Regions from separate parts of the Gossypium arboreum genome. Here all the other regions are linked to region 3. Evidence: chromatin contacts called from public Hi-C data. All regions are on one chromosome and are shown on one strand. Each heading gives the region's core, a stretch centred on a gene start, on an enhancer-like site or on the middle of the called end of the contact. The rest is flanking DNA. Distances are from core to core; before and after follow the strand shown. Region 1 holds the start of LOC108450020 (serine/threonine-protein kinase PBL27). Region 2 holds the start of LOC108488546 (probable serine/threonine-protein kinase PBL2). Region 3 holds the start of LOC108460553 (anaphase-promoting complex subunit 7).

Region 1 (3,884 bases), core at 1,283-3,782, 320 kb before region 3:
GTTTAGGACACTATGAAGAAAAATTTAGCCACAGCCTAATGACCAGGCAGTGCTTTAAAATATACTAAAAATCTTTTGGAGAGCTCAAAGTGGCATTAAGGAAGAAACCGGGCATGGAAACAATAGAATGTCTGGTTACATATTGTCTAGTAGCACAGATGAAGGCACAAGCAATCAACAACCACTAATTCAGTGCAAGAAAAGCCATTCATTCTCCCGACAATTCTACAAATATTTCTTTCTAGTAGGCATTAACTTATTGGTTAAAAGACATCTATAGAAGGAAGTATTCTTAGTCTAAAGTTTATACAATGCTGCTTCATCACTAATAACTTGGTAAATTAAGGCTACAAACCTTCTATTGCAATTAACTCGATCGAAAAATTGTAGAACCTGAAGACAGGCAAAAGCAAAAAGCCATGCATGTTCATTGACATGAAATTACTTCATAATTAATCCTGAGGATGCAATTCAGATTTCAAGTTGCTGCAAGTACCATGAACACTAAAATACCAGCACCCTTACCATGTAAATGATCCTCCAAAGACCCTAAAGGCATAAACTCGTAGACAAGGAGGCGTTGGTCCCCATCGGCGCAATAACCAATCAAATTCACGAGGTTTGGGTGGTGTAAGAGGCTAAGCATGAGAACTTCAACAAGAAATTCTCTATTTCCTTGAAGGCCATTTCTATCAAGCTGTTTGACAGCAACTACCTGCAAACATAAAACAAGTATTATTATAGCATATGATTTGCATCCTAGACGCCTGTAATTCAACATAAACAGTAAAAGTGCAATAATGTGCTTTATAACTTAAGAACATGTTTAAAGCACAGTGTCGTTGACATCTATTAGAAGTATCTCTTACAGACCTGTCCAGTACTCTCCAAGCGGCCCTTATAAACACGTCCAAACCCCCCTTCTCCTAATAGACATTCTGGCCTAAAGTTCTTCGTGGCAGCAGCAAGCTCTCGGAAGGTAAATGTTTGTGCTGCAATATTTGCTGTTGGTCCATCTTTAGGTACTGCAGGTTCCTTCTTAGGATCAGAAACACTCCGAGATTTTGATTTGTCTGTTCAAAGAAGTGAATCAGATACATCGGAGAAAATGAAAGGATGACAGTAAACAATAGAACTATTACAATTAAAAGGGAAAAAGAAAAGTTAAAAAGCTGCATTCCAGTAATTGTGGCATAAAGTGAACATAAGAGCTCAATGCAAGTTTAAACTTTCAACCGCAAGAAAACTAAGTCACCTTGAAATAAAGATTGAACCTTTTATAACATTAGAATTGTGTAATATACTTCTTCAATAGAATACCAAGTCCGAGATGAATGTAAACAGTTGTGAATTCATGACTTAGAAACTGCATTTTACATTCTAAAAGGAATATAGGAGACAGTTAAAATGAATTTACTAGCATTTAGTCTATGTTAGCTTAATGATTGTGGATGAACAAGAATTTTAAAGAAAATGAGAAAATCTGCATTCCTAAACCTAAAACCAGACTTACGAACTATGTAGCCTGGATTCTTCATTCTTCTTTGAGTACCCTTTTGCAACACATGGATATGAATATATGACCTCCAAATATATGAAAAAAATTTGTAAATTCTAACCATACTTGTGCAAGATACATACCTATATTGGGCAGTCACGAAGCCCTTCATCTAAGTAGAATTCAAACTATTTTACCAACAAAAGAATAACTAACTATTAATTCATATAAACACTCAAAGATATATTGATAAACCATCTAAATCGATCAAACACCCTAAAACAACCATTGATGTATCAGATCAAACCACCAACATATTCTAACAGCTAAATGTCATCGAAAACTTGAAAACAAACTCATAAAAAACAGAGATTTCAACATTCTCCAGCTGCTGCATAAAACAGAGTGAAATTTGGGTAAGAAAAAGAAAAACATTTTACCAGAATTAACTCTGTTAACATGATGAGGCTGTCCAACTGAGCTGTCTTTAGTTGAATCCTTTTTGCTCAGTTCTTTCACACTGCCCCCACCATTACTGCCTGCCTTGTTCGATGATCCAAAACAAGGAAAACACCCACCCATAATCAAAACCCAGAATAAAAAAAAAAAAACCCAAGATTGAATATAATTCTTCAAAATTTACTCCACTTAACCAAATAAAAATTTCCCCTTAAAGTTACAATCTTTAAAAATCCTTATTTTCCCACTTCAAATCCTGTCTTTATGATCTCAAGTGCCCATTTAAGACAAAGATCGAGACCAAAGTGGCAGATCAACAAATGGAAGAAAGAAAAAGAATCATGGTGTGCAAGAAAATCAGGAAGGTAAAGAGAAAGAAAAGAAAAAATAATTTAATGGGAAGTATAAATTATGCAGTAATTAAGAGATTAGCGGCCATGACTCGTATTATTACTTTTACTTACTTGAGGTTTACCGTTGGTGAGTGTTTGAAAAGGGTAAAAGTAAAACTTATCTCATTCAAATAATCATGATTATTAGACTTAATTTAATAATAGTCATAGCGGTTGGAGGGTCCCACCGTAGAGGATGTGGTTTCCACAATTGTGATGGACATTCTCAACACCAGTTTAAAAAATCAAAAATCGGGGGTCCGCCTGTTTTATTTAAATTGAAAGAAAAAGGATGGGCTAAATCGCGAATCTAAGTATGATTACCTTGATTTTTGTGTTTTAACTTTTTTTGAATTTTGAGTCGTTGGATTTAGGTGGTGATGTCATCATCCTATTTATTTTACTTTTCAATGGATTCCGGTTTTACAATTTTTTTAATATAAAATCTTAATTTATATTTATATTAATAATATTATTGGTTGAATTGACGTGAAAAATTATAAATAAATTTTTTTTTTTAGCTTTGGTTCAATTTCTAAATATTTTAGTTTTAATTGTTTTATTTAAATATTTTATTATATAAATAATGTATATAATCAAGTTAGATTCAAATTAGCTGGTAGTACTAACTTAATTAATCAGATATAAAAGCCACACCACATTAGGTTAGTAATTTCATTTAAATAAAACTATATCCATTATTTCTCTCTTTCAACAAAGACGATGTGTAAGTTACCTAATTTCTCCTTTAATTTTTACTCTCTTATTATTATTATTATTATCTGAAACTACGACCTTTTGTTTTCCTTTTTATCCATTCTAATAAATAACCTTCCAAAATAACTATTTATCTAAAAAAACATAGTTTATTTTAACAAATTACGTTTAAAATATAACTACTAAAAATTCGTTTTTCTAAGAAATATCAAGATTTTAAATCTATGAAAATAACCAGCTTCAACATCACTTCAATTTTATCATTTTAATCAAATTCCACATTTATTTTTTATAATATAATTTTAAGAATTCATGTTTTGGTTAAAATAGTAAAGTTGAAGATTTAAATTCCATGTTTCTTTGATTCAAATCTTATTCTATGTAAAATTTTTTATTGATTTATAAAATATAATGTTTAAACATATTGTTAGCCCTCAGATTTGATAACATTTGAGATTTAATACATGTACTTAAAAGTTAAAATTAAGTCTTCATGTTTTTATAATTTTAAAATCCTAGTCCAATCATTAACATTGTTAGCATTTTTTTCAAAACTTTTTCAACTCGGCATATTAATTAGGTTGTCCTCATATGACGTGATATATGATCAACGAAAAATAAACATATTAGTTTGACAAATTCTTATAGAAGCTATCAACAATAATAATGATCGGACTAAAATTTTAAATTAAAAATAAAATGATAGAATTTTTAACTTTTAAAATTCATGACTAAATCTCAAATTCTATAGAAGTATAAGGATTAATAACACATTTTAACCAAAATATAAAAAGATAAAAATACACTCATAATAATAC
Region 2 (4,129 bases), core at 330-2,829, 280 kb after region 3:
TTTTTTTTTCTTCTTTTCAATTTAATAGCAGAAGATATTTTTCTTCCTTTTTTTCCATTTATGAACGGGAAAGAAGTCTTGCAAAACATAAGACATGAAGCTTTTTAATACCAACATGATTTGTTTTTCGTTTGTAATGATTTATGTTTAAGGTTACAAATTAACTAACTTTTTTCTGAAAATTTCTGAAACTCCCCCACAACTTTTTTTCTGACATGATTACTTTTACATTTGTCATTTTCTTGTTCACTGGGTGTTTCCTTTTCTTGCTGTTTGGATTGAGAAAATTTTGTTCAATCTGTAAAAAAAAAAAAAAAAAGAAATGAAGAGATAAATTATATGTGTTCTTTATCATAGCTAAAAAGTTTGAATTTATAGGATTGAAGAGTTCAAATACAAATTTTTATTTAATTTATATTTAGATTTTAATTGTTCCATACATTCACTTCTAAAATGTGATATTCGCTGATTAAGTCTTAACTTAATTAGTATGAGCATTGTTATTAATAAATTATTAAAAAAAAAAAGTGATATCCAATAGATTTAGAGATTCTTTAATCTAATGTATAAGAATTAATTTGCCAATTTTTTAGTAGAAATGACAAAATATAATCCAATTCTTTGTACAGTAATCTCCACAGTACTTCTACCCATATGCAATCTGTTCTTTTATTTGCAGACAGAGACTTGTTTTATAGAAGAAAATAAATCTGAATCAAAGCAACCCAAGAACAGTTGAGTCTTAAAACTGTTTACCATGATATTTTAAGGACCACAAGAAGTATAATTGTATCACCAGGTACTGACTTGTTTCATATAATTGTATCACCAGGTACTGACTTGTTTCATCATATAATTATATATTAAAGAACCATACCTAAAATGGTCCCTTGTAGCAGATCTTATTGCCAATCCATGGCTCACATGTAATCATCATGCAAATCTCTCCCTCTGTTAAACCAGAACCGACATTTAGACGGAAAACCTGATAACGGGTCCAGATTAACGAAGTAGTTTTAAAAGGAACCTATTCGGGTCCAAATTGGTCCATATTGCTCGGATCCTTCATTTTTGTAACGTCCCCCCTCATATGGTAAGAAAAATATCAGACAACGATGAACGAACGTTACCATTTTGGGAACGGATAAGACGTTCACACTAAGAATCCGAGTAACATAGGATAAGAACCATTGCATAAAGGCAATACACTTATATCAAAAAGCTTGCTAAAGGCCAATGTCTGAGACAACAAATTGAAACAATATCTTTGTAGTGAGAAATCTATAGCAATGTCTAACAAAAAAGAACTCTTTGTCCACAGTCTATTATCTGACATTGGCCTATTTGTACTCAGCATACCAAAAACCTGCAGAAAACAGACAATTTCATTCAACCAATCTCCATAGGCCTTCAAACCCAATACAAAACACAACAAATACATGAAAAAGAACAAAATAAATAAATAAGAGAGAAAAAAACATATATATACAGCTCAAAACGCATCCCCACCATTGATCACAGCTCAACAATATGCAAAAGCAATAAATACATACAAAAGCAGGCAAGTATAAAAGGAGATAATCAACATAACTGGTTTTGGCAGAGCTGTTAATATAAATATGCAGCATTTCAAGAAAAAAAAAATCAAAGAGAATATCCAGGCATGGAAACTGAGGAGCCAGTTATACTTTTTCGCTGGGGCAATGTCTTGTTTGTGCAGCTGTCAATGACCCCATCAATGGAAGACTCTTCAATCTCTCTCTACTAAAATAGGTATCCCCCTCTTGTCCTTTCCAGATCAGATAGAAAAAAGAGGCAAAAAAGAAGGTTTAAATAGTTAAATCACTGAAGAGACTTGTATTTGATACACTGATATGATATAAGTGATAACTAACCTTTTTTTTTCATCCCCCTTCAATAATTATGTCTTCCAGTACCTGTCTAATAAAGTCACTTTCTTATCTGTAAACATCCACTCTGTAAAATCAAAATATTTACAGTTTGCATATTAACAGTTCCCATATATGCTTACATTTTTACTTCTGGGGTCCATTGATGTCCACCGTCTCTTTTGGTTGACAGCAAGTTCTTGCCATAGATTAAACCTCTTGTTTCAGCTTTTTGTTTGAGTTGCAGAGTTTTGAGTGTTATGAGAATCAATGCCAAATATATAACAACAATAATCCCATCAGCAATAAGTCTATAGGGCAATAACTTCTGGTTTCGAGATTTTTATATTTGTTTTTGTGGATCATCCTCCACTCCCACAAAACCAAAAAGGTTTAGGCAAAAAAAAAAGAAAGGGTTGTTAAGGACAGGATGATCTTCAGTGACATGCCTTTTCCATTGTCACTTTGATGAGCTGCTTAACATTGAAATCAAATGTGGGTACTTTGAAAGCAAATGAGTTGTCTAATGATCTCTTATTCAATTTTCAGCAGCATTGAATCTCACCAAACATTAGTTTCCCAAGTTTTGTTACTTAAGATCATCCAATTTGCTTTCTGAATGCTTGTCGCTACCGAATGTACTATCGCCATTGCTCAATTGCCTACATCAATAAAGGAAGTTCAGTCATAAGGACCACTTGGTCTCTGGTTCCTGCAGCAGGTAATGAATGTTGAATTCTTAATTTTGAAACTCTTCAATTTCACAATTCTATTGTTCTTAAATATCACAGATTCAACTGATAATTTTATGGTTCTTAAGTATCACAAATTCAATGATAAGTAAGGAAGATGTCAAAGATTGCAGTGATAATTATTGTAGCTGCGGGGGCTCTTGTATTCGTCATTGTAATCATGGGATTCATTTGGTTTTACAAATCATGTAAGAACTTTTCAAAAAGAAGTTCAGAGACTGGCTCCTCAGATCCTTCTGCATTAAGTAAGGGTTCACTGCAACAAACTTGCAGAAACCATAGTGTTTAATGCTTGATATTTTTACTAACTATGGCTCCAACACTGCAGTGGAGTGGAATAAAGGAGCTGGGCCCAGTTCATCAGCTAGCCAGTCTTTATTTGAACCTCAAGGAGCAAGGCAATTCAGACTAGAAGAGTTGGACCAAGCTACCAAGCATTTCTCAGATGGTAATCTTATTGGATTTGGAAGTTTCGGTCCGGTCTATAAAGGTTGGCTTCATGGCATTGTTGTGGCTATCAAAAGACATCCAGGGGCTCCTCGAGAGGAGTTCATTGCAGGGGTATAACCAGTTCTTCTAACTTATATAGCTCATATCTGATAGATATCTATGTCAAGTACATTACAACTCGGAAATCCCTCACCTCTATGAAATGCTTTAACTTTTTCTTTATGTCAACAATTAGCTCCAAAAAGTCATTTTCCAGGTAAAAATGTAAGTTGGTTGGTATTTATGAATATGTTACTTGCAGACACTTCCTGAAGATAATTTTGACTGTCAATGCTTCTTTTACCTTTTTCCCACTTGAAACATCTGACTGTACAATAAAGAATCTCAAAATTATGCCTCTAATGGCTCCAATCTCAGGCAATTCATATAGAAATTGACATATTAGAGTCTCGAACAGGTAAAGTATCTGTCAGAGATTCGACATCGGAATTTGGTTACTCTTCTAGGCTACTGTCAAGAAAGTGGATCTCAAATGTTGATATATGAATGTATACCTAATGGAAGCATCTGCAATCATCTTTATGGTATGACTCATTAACAGCATAGATTTTTCATGATCATCGAAGCAAGACATTACATTCATCCGGGTTTTGGCAGATACCGGACGAGAGGCTCCAACTAGACTAGAGTTCAAGCAGAGGTTATCAATAGCTCTGGGGGCTGCTAGAGGTAAATATGAGGGTCAAAATAATGAAGGAATATTAAATTTATTACTAGTTTCAAGCTGAAGAAATCATGTTTTTTCATTGCAGGTTTATGCCATTTGCATAGCCTGCAACCCCCATTAATGCATAAGAACTTCAAAACAGCCAATGTCTTGGTTGATGAGAACTTCACTGCTAAGGTTGCAGATGCAGGGATAGCAATGTTACTTGAAAGGATAGAAGAAGCAGGTTCATCTCACAGTTCTAGCATCAATGTTTTCCAAGATCCAGAGTAAATTGATTTCTTCTTTAAGCAATTTGTGTTACTGTTGTG
Region 3 (4,216 bases), core at 1,124-3,623:
CTAATTGAGCCCTCCCACCTCTATTTGGTGTCTAGATTTCAATTGGAAAATAAAAAATGTTAGATAATAAAGAAACATAGTTACAAAAACCATACAAATATATATAGACATATAAAGTTACAGTAACCATATTGAAGCTTATAACCAAAGGGGCATAAAAAAGATTTAAGACAAAAGGAAAATCTCCTGTTCAAGGTGCTTAGTGCACTATAAATTGCAGCTCTCGAAGTCAAATAACAAATTAGACTGCACTAAAAATGTAAATCAACTTTTATTTATGAATATAATTGGCTAAATGACTATATCCATGCAACTTGGCCAACATATTACACGTGAAAAACTTTCAAGTTTATCAATAAGACTATCGGCAGCCTGCATGAGGATGACAAATCCATAAACATAGTGCCCAATTTGAACCCTTAAATACCTCACAATAAAAGCCCTATGGGAATTCAACGAGATCTAACAGCAAAGAAAAAGCACATCATACATACTTGTTTAGCAGACCAGAGATAGGGACAGGGCATGAAACTTAAATTCACATACCTGAGGGAACAACGAAATTATGTCTTTGGCACTGGCCCCTAATTCAGCCAAGGCTATGATAGCCTCAATGACATAAGGACATTGCCTGCCAAAGAATAATCCAAAAGACACATGCTTTCGGAAAGTTAGCACCAGTTTTAATGAATAACAGCAAAAACAAAGAGACAAGCAATAACAATTAAAGATATCATCCACAAAGCATGAAGAAAATATCAAGAAAATAGGAATGACAGATTGACAAACCTTAAACATTCCCTGTAACAAGTAACAGCACCACGGGTATGTTTAGTATTTCGATAAAGCTTTGCCATCAATAAACTCATCTGCAAATTTCTTGCTTTGCTAGGAATTCCCTCCATCTGCAAGCTCAAAGTAATGAAAAATGAAAATTTCACAAAAATAAGTGGAAAAAGAAGTACAAGAAGCTGAAAAAAGAATAGACTTTAAATCAAACTTCATTAAACGAAAACTTATTCATCCAAAATACACTCTCCAAGAAAGCAAGTCAAGAGTAATAATCAAACAGAGAAACAAAGTAAATTAGAAACGAATAAAACCTCAACAAGGGCCACTTTGTTTTCACTTAGAGCAAAATGACAAGAAGCAATTTTGAACTTCACCTGTAATGGAGAATCAAACAGAACTGCAATAAGCATTTCAGCTTGCAAGAAAAAGTGAAGATCTCAAAGTTAATTCAAAATAGAAAATACCTCGTTTTCATTTATAGCACAAATGTTAAAAGAATTTGGAGAAGAGGACCTGTTTGAGGCAGACAATGCACTTCTAGAAGATGTAGAATTTTGCTTGGGAATAATCTTATAATACTGCAAGGCTTGCTTGTACGTATGCTGAAAGCATGCAGGAAAAAATGCCAAAAAGATTAAAACAACAATTTTTCCTTTGTCTACCGATCTCTGAATATCAAAGTATTTCAGCGCATGAATCACACTTTCTAACTAAATCCTTTTCAAATACAAATCCGCATGCCAATTTTACCAAACTTTCATAACAAATTCACTTAACTTTTCCCAAGACAACTATGTAAAAAGCTCAAAAATCCATTTTAGAAGGAAAAAAATAAGACATAAAATAGATATAAAGATGAATTAAATGTAACTATTAAAAACTTAACAAAAATATTTTTTTAGAAAACTAGCAGCGCATTTATATTTCATACCAAATCTTTTCAACTACGGTGAATGAATTAAGCAATTCTACAAATACAATTAACTGATTTTGTTCTGATTATTCTAAAAGTGTCTATTTATGTTCTTTTTTTTTTCCAGAAAATCACATGAAAAAATTGTTAAAAAAAAGAGCTTACAATCGCTCTACGATACTCTCTCCCGAAACAAAGCATCGCCAAGAAGAACCTGCAGAAATAAACAAAAAAAATATATATGAAAAAGAAATTTGAAAACTCATTTTTAATAAAAAAAGTAAAAATAGAATAAAATAGTGACCAGATTTTCAGCCTTGAGATGTGGACTAGTTTCGGCATTAACAGTAGATGATGAAACAAGGAAAGAACCCTATAGGAACCAAACAAAAAAAAAATATTAATCAATTAGAGAAAATTTAAGTTAGGTTTATTTTAATCATAAAAATTAATACATGGAAAAAGAAAAGATTACAAGAAGCTGAGCGGAGTTAAAGAGAGCATTGTCGAGAAGAGCAGTGATTTGCTCCTTTGGGACGTCCATTTTCGAGAGCTGCAAAAACAGTGAGGCTCTGTTTAGGGAGTTCTCTTCCTTTCTTTCCTTTTTTTTTTTTTTTTCGTTTTTCTGTTCCAAATGACAAAAAGTAAATTACAGTATTTAATTTTAATTGAAATTTTGCCCGAAACAACCCGCCCCGGCTTTTGAATTTGTAAAACCCCGCTTTTGCACCTGAACATATAAAATTTGGACTAAATATTTGGCATATGTTACAATTTAGCCCCTGAATTTTATATTCCAGTCTTTAATTTTTATTGTCTTGCTTTAATATTTTAAATTATTATTCCGTTATAAATTTTAATTCGAAAATTAACAATGTTAAATGAAAATAATCTACAATATCTTACTATGTGGCAGAGAGAATGTCTGGTAGAATGTATACACGGGTAAACAGTGATCTTCACCTCAAAATGATAAATATATTTTTAGTTCCTTTAAAGTTTATAAACTTATAAGTTATTAAATGATAAAATTATAATTTAATTCTTAAAACTTATGATTAATCTCTGGCTCTTCTAAATTTACTTTCTAGTTTCGTCCTGTTACGTGACACTTAATATATTATCTAAAATTATATTTAATTAAATGAAAATAAAAATATTATTTTTAACTCTTCCCTTGTTCTCTCTCACACAAACAGTGAGCACGACAGTTAGAATTGTTGCTACAGACATCAAAACCTTGATGTTCAATGGTGTGTAGATGAAAATCTCTCCATTGTAGCAAACATCCCTCGGAGCTTTTGTCACAGCAAAACTGGTAAAGAATCTTTTAACCCCCGTCCCTACCCATTTGTCTTCTCCAAGAATGACAAACATATATATATATCGATATGATAGGGGTGTATGAGCTAAACGCATTTTGGTGATGAAGCCTTTTAGGCTTATGAATCATATAACTATATAGAATTTTAATCTTTCTGTTTTTTTCACATTATTTTGGCTTAAATACCCATTTGCCCCCTGAATTTAACATATTCTTCCAATTTGATACTTATAGTTTTTCTTGTCCCAACTTAGTACTTGAACTTTTTTCCGTCAACCATTTTAGTATTTTTTTTTTTGTAACGTCGTTAAGTTTGGATATGTGTTACTCTACAATTGCGACACATGTCACTAATGACAATATTTTTTTAAAAAATCTAAAAATTATACAATATTTAAAAATTTCAAATATATAAAATAAAAAGCCTAATATTCTAACACATGATAAAAAAAAATGTTTAACACCCTTTACCCATTCCGACAATCGGTATTAATAGAAGATGTTATGATAACACTTTCAAATTTGTACAAAATCGGACCTTTATACTAGTAGCTTTTTCATCACGTATTATTGTTCTATAAAACAAGTTTACCACATCTAGAATATTTAGATATGATCTAAAATCATTTTAGGCCATCAAATGCACATAAAAATCGATCTGAAGCACATAACATAGCGAAAGTCTTAAAATCATTTGAAAAAATCAAATTGAAACAATTTAATAAAATCATAAAATTTAGTTAAAAACCTTTTAAAACCTTTAAAATAATCTTAAAACCATTTTGTGGGTGATTAAAGGTGTCCGGAGTTAATTTAGAGCTTCGATGGGCTCAAGACATTAGAAAAAGTATAGTGGTATTTAATGAGGGGCTATGTATCGATAAATAACCACTATGTACCGATACGTAGGGGCAATCTATTGTTACTTAGCCCTTTTATTATAGTTATTTAGCTACTGACTTCAAAAGTTTTAATACTTGAAGCATAAGTTCTAGAACTTGGACTCTTGGCACCAAAAATTAGTTCTAAAATGCTATAAATCATCTTCAAACACTACCAAATAATATCAACAAGTTCTAAATAAATTCAAACACATTCAAATGACATTTTAAACAACATTCAACACAAAAGTTAAGCTTGATGAAATTTCAAGCCATGGTTTAATTTACAAATCATCAATTAGAATC

Evidence for each region. A called contact is a pair of places that touch in the nucleus more often than the background predicts.
Region 1: a contact with region 3 is called in a Hi-C map of leaf, with 7 times the contacts expected there. The contact joins the promoter of LOC108450020 here to the promoter of LOC108460553 in region 3. A contact is called at or near these places in 2 of 5 Hi-C or Micro-C datasets (both in leaf).
Region 2: a contact with region 3 is called in a Hi-C map of leaf, with 3 times the contacts expected there. The contact joins the promoter of LOC108488546 here to the promoter of LOC108460553 in region 3. A contact is called at or near these places in 2 of 5 Hi-C or Micro-C datasets (both in leaf).

The regions. Positions count from the first base shown.
Region 1 is chr10:102,603,754-102,607,637 of ASM2569848v2, forward strand. It overlaps LOC108450020 (serine/threonine-protein kinase PBL27), which reads right to left and starts at 2,533. Exons shown (of 6, transcript XM_053020213.1): 1 at 2,422-2,533; 2 at 1,939-2,041; 3 at 874-1,073; 4 at 526-715. The coding sequence starts at 646.
Region 2 is chr10:103,201,906-103,206,034 of ASM2569848v2, forward strand. LOC108488546 (probable serine/threonine-protein kinase PBL2) reads left to right here and starts at 1,580. Exons shown (of 8, transcript XM_053020622.1): 1 at 1,580-1,773; 2 at 2,439-2,886; 3 at 2,970-3,202; 4 at 3,549-3,675; 5 at 3,749-3,820; 6 at 3,904-4,087. The coding sequence starts at 2,739.
Region 3 is chr10:102,919,623-102,923,838 of ASM2569848v2, forward strand. LOC108460553 (anaphase-promoting complex subunit 7) reads right to left here and starts at 2,374. Exons shown (of 19, transcript XM_017760117.2): 1 at 2,181-2,374; 2 at 2,010-2,078; 3 at 1,894-1,919; 4 at 1,871-1,892; 5 at 1,257-1,394; 6 at 1,104-1,166; 7 at 790-905; 8 at 547-631; 9 at 1-31. The coding sequence starts at 2,249.